2 separate regions of the Mus musculus genome follow, and region 2 is linked to region 1. Evidence: chromatin contacts called from public Hi-C data. All regions are on one chromosome and are shown on one strand. The core of a region is the stretch at or near the end of the contact, and the rest is flanking DNA. Distances in the headings are between cores, read along the strand shown.

What was found. Hi-C and Micro-C count contacts between places; a contact is called where the count stands out from the background.
Region 2: a contact with region 1 is called in a Hi-C map of B cells, with 5 read pairs. The contact joins the promoter of Dbr1 here to the promoter of Rwdd2a in region 1. A contact is called at or near these places in 1 of 39 promoter capture datasets (erythroid cells) and 1 of 484 Hi-C or Micro-C datasets (B cells).

The regions. Positions count from the first base shown.
Region 1 is chr9:86,570,189-86,573,508 of GRCm38.p6, forward strand. Rwdd2a (RWD domain containing 2A) reads left to right here and starts at 1,800. Exons shown (of 3, transcript NM_001145969.1): 1 at 1,800-1,869; 2 at 2,649-2,875. The coding sequence starts at 2,675. It overlaps Pgm3 (phosphoglucomutase 3), which reads right to left and starts at 1,654. Exons shown (of 13, transcript NM_028352.4): 1 at 1,542-1,654; 2 at 14-219. The coding sequence starts at 217.
Region 2 is chr9:99,574,063-99,577,382 of GRCm38.p6, forward strand. It overlaps Dbr1 (debranching RNA lariats 1), which reads left to right and starts at 1,737. Exons shown (of 8, transcript NM_031403.3): 1 at 1,737-2,063; 2 at 2,514-2,638. The coding sequence starts at 1,867.

The DNA.
Region 1 (3,320 bases), core at 550-3,049:
AGCACCTTGTTACCTCAGGGTTATGTGAGGCCGTAACCATGACTCCAATGGTAGATCTTGTTTGCTTTGACCGCAGGACAGCTAGCAATCCCATTCGAAACATGATATGATCGAGATGCTGGGCATTGGTCCGAAATCCAGCAGTCCCATACTGAAGAATGAGCCCCTGGGGCTTGGCATGGAGTGCCGAGCGCTTACACACAGCCTCCAGATCCATGCCTACAAGAGTAAGAAATAAAAGAAGGGAAAGCTTTCAAGTACTGCTTGGTAAACTGCCAACTCAATGTAGCACATTTGTTTCAATGGGACCCTCTCCAGAGAACCACTTTTGGGAAGGCAGGGAAGAGAAAAGGAGACCCTGGAGTTAAAATTACCCAGAAGCCCCTGCCTAAACCATACCCTCCAGGACAGACTCGGGAGAGACACCAGCCACTGTCCACTCCTATTCCACTCTGTCTTCAGGATGAACTGTCCTAAAGTAATGCCATCACACCATCATTTTATGTTACAGAAGGGTCAACTCCCGGTGTGGGCCTCGGTTAATCATATAAAGTCTGGTGTGCGGCCAGTGAAAGGCTGAGGCTGAAGGTCAGAAACCTGGAATCCGTGTGGCTCTTTTGCTGTTCCTCTCAAGCTAGAAAGAAACAGTCCCAAAAGAAAAACAATGGACAGTCATTTCCTCTGGTCTGAGACCCAACCCCACCCCCACCCCCATCAGCTAGGCCATCTCACAGAAGCCTCACCAATCTCCATAAAGACAGGCATGGCAGCCTTCTAAAGTAACATCAAAAACAACTAACATCTACCATGCTACTTCCAACCTGTCATTTAAAAACAAGTGAGTGTGGGATACCTCCAATTCATTCAACTCGGGTTTTCCACTTCGGCCAGCGGTGTATTTGCAGAGCCACAAACTGTACTTCCTGGGTCAGCTCTATCCTAGTTTGCCCAGAGAGGGGGTGCTGTCCCTCCGCTAACAGCCACACCTCCTCGCTTTATTGTCCTTCCTTGCTTCTATACACAACACTACCAGAAGTGTGGGGAAATGTTTGCTTTTCTCCGGTTAGTAAAATAGATCATTCCCAAGCTACTTTAGTTATCAAACTTTTGTCCACAAGGACGAATATAATTTTGTAAAAAAAAAAAAAAATGACCCGTTGGTAATGTATCCCTATTATTCATAGGGGCGTCAACCACTCCTACGAAATTCAGAACTCTCAAAGGAAAATCACAGTCATAGAACAACGGCATGCTTCCACCCTTTAATGCATTTGGAGTTCTCGAACTAATTTCGATTAGGTATGGCAATGTTTATTAAAAGCCCTAACAGTGTTTGCTTCTTTCATTCAAACTGCCACCCTTGGGGATGCATCCTGCTCCGAGCTACTGATTGACTCGCGGCTCCGCGCACTACAGCGCGAGGACCTCAGGCACCTGGGCCGCGCGCAGCGTTGGATAGGTAGGTCCGGCAGTCATGCCCCAGCCTCAGCTGCCGATGAACCCCCACCCACAGCGGCCCGGCATTCTCCACGCCCGCTCACCTAGATCTGGAGCAAGAACGTTCTCTCCACAGGCGAGACGCGGCCGCGCAGTGCGCACCAAACCAACTCTCTCAGACCTCGCAGACGTGGCCCAGCTTTGCTTCCGGCCCGACGCCCCGCCCACACCAATCACAGCCCGGAAGGGCCGCTGAACCCGCCCCTGCACCACCAAGCCCCGCCCCGACCAATCGCGGCGGGTTGGTGTCTGTGGCCCCGCCCTATGCGCCAAGCCCCGCCCCCCAGCCGTCCGCGCGCTGCTCGCGCCCGCGGAACTGCGGCTGCGGTTCGGAGCGGGTTCGGGGCTGCTTGGCTTGAGTGATCTGAAAGGGTGAGGCTAAGGCGGCTAAGGCGGGCCGAAGGTTAGCTCCCGGGGTGGACAGCTGCGCCTTTCAGCCTGGGCCTCAGGGTCCCGGGTCCCTAAAGAACGGGAGCGTTGACGTCCCTCCGACCACCGAGATCACCTCCCAGCCCAGCCCCTGCCAGGCGAGGTCAGCGTCATCCCCGCGGGTCTTCACCCGCTTAGCCCTAGGCGTCACTTTATTAAGTGGAAATGGCTGAGACCCCTCCTCCCAGCCCCTGGCTCTGCGGTGGCGTCCCTATGCACCTGCGCGAGATGCTGCACCCCACTGCGGTCCGGGGAGGCTGTCCTCCGAGGGGGCCTGCGGATGGGGGCTGGCGGCGGGGATGACCTAGAGCCCTCCCCTCCGCACTGCAGGCATCCTTCCTAGCTGCGCAGGCTTGAGATCCAAGTGGGATTCCCGGGCCGGTCCCTGGTTTTCCCGGGATTGAGGCTGACCAGGAATACAGGTGTTTGCAACCACCGGCCACGAAATCTGTCACCCGAGCACCTGTTGAAAGCGCAGACTCCAGAATGGCCGGCAAGGGTGGGAAGGAGAGACAAGGATTCTGGGGTTTGAGGGAGCATTTTAAAGGATGTTGTGCGTACTAGATTGGGGGGGGGGGGCTAGGAGAGAAATCTAAAGTGTATGGATGCGTGCCCGTAGCTCTCTACAAACAGCGGGACTGCCTCTTAGAAAAGGGACCTTGGGAAAATTTCCTGGACACCAGTCGTCATTTACAACCCCATTATTTCTGGGCCTTTTCCAGGTTTCCAAGCCGGCTGATTTGGAGACATGTCAGGGTCAGTAAAAGAAAGCCTTCAGCTTCAGCTGCTGGAGATGGAAATGCTGTTTTCTATGTTTCCTAATCAAGGAGAAGTAAAACTCGAAGATGTAAACGCCCTAACAAACATAAAGAGGTATCTGGAAGGCACCAGGGAGGCGCTCCCACCCAACATCGAATTTGTCATCACGCTCCAAATTGAGGAGCCCAAGGTGGGTGCTTTCATTGGTCCTAAGTGTTTCTGGGTGCCTATCGTGTTTTGCTTTTAATGTGTATGCGTGTTTCCCCCTCATGTATGTCTGTTCATCATGTGCATGCAGTGCCCCCTGGAGGCCAGAACTGCATGTGGGAACCTAGAATTGGACCCTGATCCTCTGGAAGAGCAGCCAGTGCTCTTAATGGCATAGCCCCAGGTATCCACTTGTTAACTGGAAAACCCAAAGCATGAGCTTCCTGTCCAGGTAACAAATAGACAATTTCAAATCCCAGGATGCGTTTGGAAGGAAAATGTACCAAACATGAGATGGTCCATAAATTCAGACAGACTTTAATGAAGTTAATGAGTGTTTAGGATTTCATCGGTTTTCAATGACACTGAATGTGCATAGTAACTACACATACAAAACCTAAATGTTAAATATAAACTTACCTCCTTGC
Region 2 (3,320 bases), core at 487-2,986, about 13 Mb after region 1:
CAGAACAGACGCAAAAAAGAGTAGAGTCTGACTTATAAAATTGTATAACCTTGATTAGATCGTCTTTTCTGAGACATTTCTCTGTATGGTTTTGTCTTTCTTTCTTTTTCTTTTTTCTTTCTTGGTTTTATGGGACAGGGCTTCTCCATGCATCAGTCCCAGCTGTCAAATTTTTTTGTTTGTTTTGTTTTTCGAGACAGGATTTCTCTGTGTAGCCCTGGCTGTCCTGGAACTCACTTTGTAGACCAGGCTGGCCTCAAACTCCCGAGTAATGGGATTAAAGGCGAGCACCACCACGCCCGGCTAGCCCCAGCTGTCTTAATTCACTTTATAGACCATGCTGACCACACTGGCCAGGGATCTGCTTGCTTATTTCTGGAATACAAGGATTAAAGGCAGAGCCACCATCCCCTCCCTCCCCCTGCCACGCCCCCAGCCTAGATTGTATTTAACTGATTAAATTTTTCAGTTGTTTAAATGTATACTTCTCTGTTGAGAGGCCAAATCTTGTAAGTTCAGACTCCATTTTAGAGAACCTGGCCAAAGTTTGAACTCAGACAAACTAACCAACATAACACTAGTTTCCAAGTTACCCCTCAACAAGACCAGCGTCCCCAGGTTATTACCCCAACATATCTGCACCCCCAGGTTACGAGGCCACCCCCTGCCTAACGACCACTAATGCAGAGGGAAGCAGAAATTAAGTTTATGATATGACTCCCAGCACCAGCCAATTGTGTTAAAGGCCATGGTAGCTCTCGAATTAGATGCTTAACTACCACCACTACCACATCCCACCCTCTGCTTGTAGCTTTCTATAAAGTCTTGTCCCCACTGACATTCGGGGTACACCAAAAACTGTGCTGTGTGTTGGTGGCGAGCCACAGCGAGCTGGGATAGAATAAAGACCGTGCTATGAGTTACATCAGATGGGCTCCTGCCTGGTTTTGGGGGATCGCTAACACTTTCGTGGCGCTACAACTGTATGCCCTTGATTAGATTTCCTTTACTGGCTTTCTTCTTTGCCATTCATTCTTCCTTGATTAGTCGCCACCTTTTCTCTCCAGAAGTTTTCGAGATATTTAACCTTTCATTCATCTTGCGTTACAGTTAGGCAAACAATTTGGTAGGAAAATACCCATTCCCCTTAGTCAAAAATAATTTTAGAAATTCCCCCCGGGAGGGTTGGTGTATAGTTTTAAAATAATCAGTAAGCTTCAACGTTGCATTTAAATTTTAATGTCATCATTAAAACCTCTTTTTACTTTCTAATTCATTTTTAAGGCAATCATCGTTGCCAGGGAGAGATTTGCTCTAGGGAATTAATTGCTCAATCGCTCCTGCTCACTTGCTTACCTTGATTTTTTTTTTTTGGTTTTTCGAGACAGAGTTTCTCTGTAGCCTTGGCTGTCCTGGAACTCACTTTGTAGACCAGGAAGGCCTCGAACTCAGAAATCCGCCTGCCTCTGCCTCCCAAGTGCTGGGATTAAAGGCGTGCGCCACCACGCCCGGCTGCTTACCTTGATTTTACTAAATTCAATCCCTATTCTTGGAGATTTTATTTCTTTTTCTAGTTTTAAACAATGTAACCCACTAGATTGCTAGCACGCAAGGGATCACGAAGACAGACAGGGTCTCCATTAAACAAGTTCAAAGTTTCCCCCCTCCGGCTTGACCGGGCCCTTCCCGTTCCCTCTCTCGCGAGACTTGGAAGCCGGAAGTTACATAAAGGACTCGAAACTCAGCCGCGGCTCGGTTGGTGTTGGCGGGAGCCGGGTGGGCCGGCTGCCTGGTGTTCTTTGCTGTGCGACCCGGGCTGCAGGTGCTCCGGGGTGTTGCTGTTGAGTTCCGCGGCCCAACGTCACGATGAGGGTGGCCGTGGCCGGCTGCTGCCACGGCGAGCTGGACAAGATCTACGAGACTCTGGCGCTGGCGGAGCGGCGCGGCTCGGGACCCGTGGATCTCCTTCTGTGCTGCGGCGACTTCCAGGCGGTGCGCAACGAGGCCGACCTGCGCTGCATGGCCGTGCCGCCCAAGTACCGTCACATGCAGACCTTCTACAGGTGAGGGGCGCGCGGCCGGTCCTCGCGTGGGGTTCCAGGTCCTGCTGCCGCAGATCGCGATGTCTGTTGGACCCGGAGCTTAGGAAATGGCCCTGGCCTCCTCCTCTCTGTACACACCTGGCTCTTCTTCCCAGGGACCCGGGGTGACACCAGCAGGTTTAGATACTTTGGATTTGCTAGAACACGATGGTTAGTTGATTTAATGATCTGGTTTTCCCGTGACCTGCTGTGTGCTAGTCTGGGTTCTAGAAGCCCAGACTTGCACTTCACAAAGTTCTTGATCTCAATGAATGTGTGCTCGACACTCAAGATTTAATTTATTCTTAAGGGCAGGGATGGGAAGATAGTGGGGACCGTTTGATCGTTTTTGAGCTCGGCCTTTTCCTTCTGACCTCTTGCTTTTTTGTGTTTAGTTTGGTTCCTGACAGCTTTATTACCGTTATGTTGTAGATATTACTCTGGAGAGAAAAAGGCCCCGGTTCTCACCATCTTCATTGGAGGAAACCATGAAGCCTCAAACCATTTGCAAGAGTTACCCTATGGTGGCTGGGTAGCGCCGAATATTTATTATTTAGGTATGTGTTTATGTGCACTTTTTTTGGTCTTGTCAGAATCTGTACCAGCTGGGCAGCTTCTAGAAGACATGTGGTGAATGCCATTAACTTAAATAATCATGAGAATTGAGTTAAAATAGTTATTAAATGGCCAGTCATGAACATACATCCATTTTCTTCTAGAGGTTTAAATAATAGCTAATATGATGACAAGTTTTTTTTTTTGTAGTCTCTTTGCTTTTTTCTTATTGCATTAAACTTTATAATGGAAAATGCTAAACATACATAAAAATACCGAGTAGTTTAATAAATTTCTTTACTTGTTAACCTCAACTCCTATTACTTTGTTCTACTCCCATATTTAAATATCCAGTATTGTTTAAACTTTTCCTGAGGGAGATGGCTGGGATGCCTTAAAGCAAATCCTAACCACTGGGTTATTTCATTTGTGGATTTTTAAGTACATGACTCCCCCTACCCCAAGATGTATTTATTTATCTACCGTGTATACAGTGTTCTGAGTGCATATGTGCCTACAGAGCACCAGATCCCATTATAGATGGTTAGAAGCCACCATGTGGTGCTGGGAATTGAACTCGGGACCTGTGGAAAAGCATCCAGTGCTCTGAGCCATCTCTCCAGCCCCTAAGTACATGACTTTCGAGTGATAGATTTTTTTTAGACACACGTAGTTCTGGTGCCA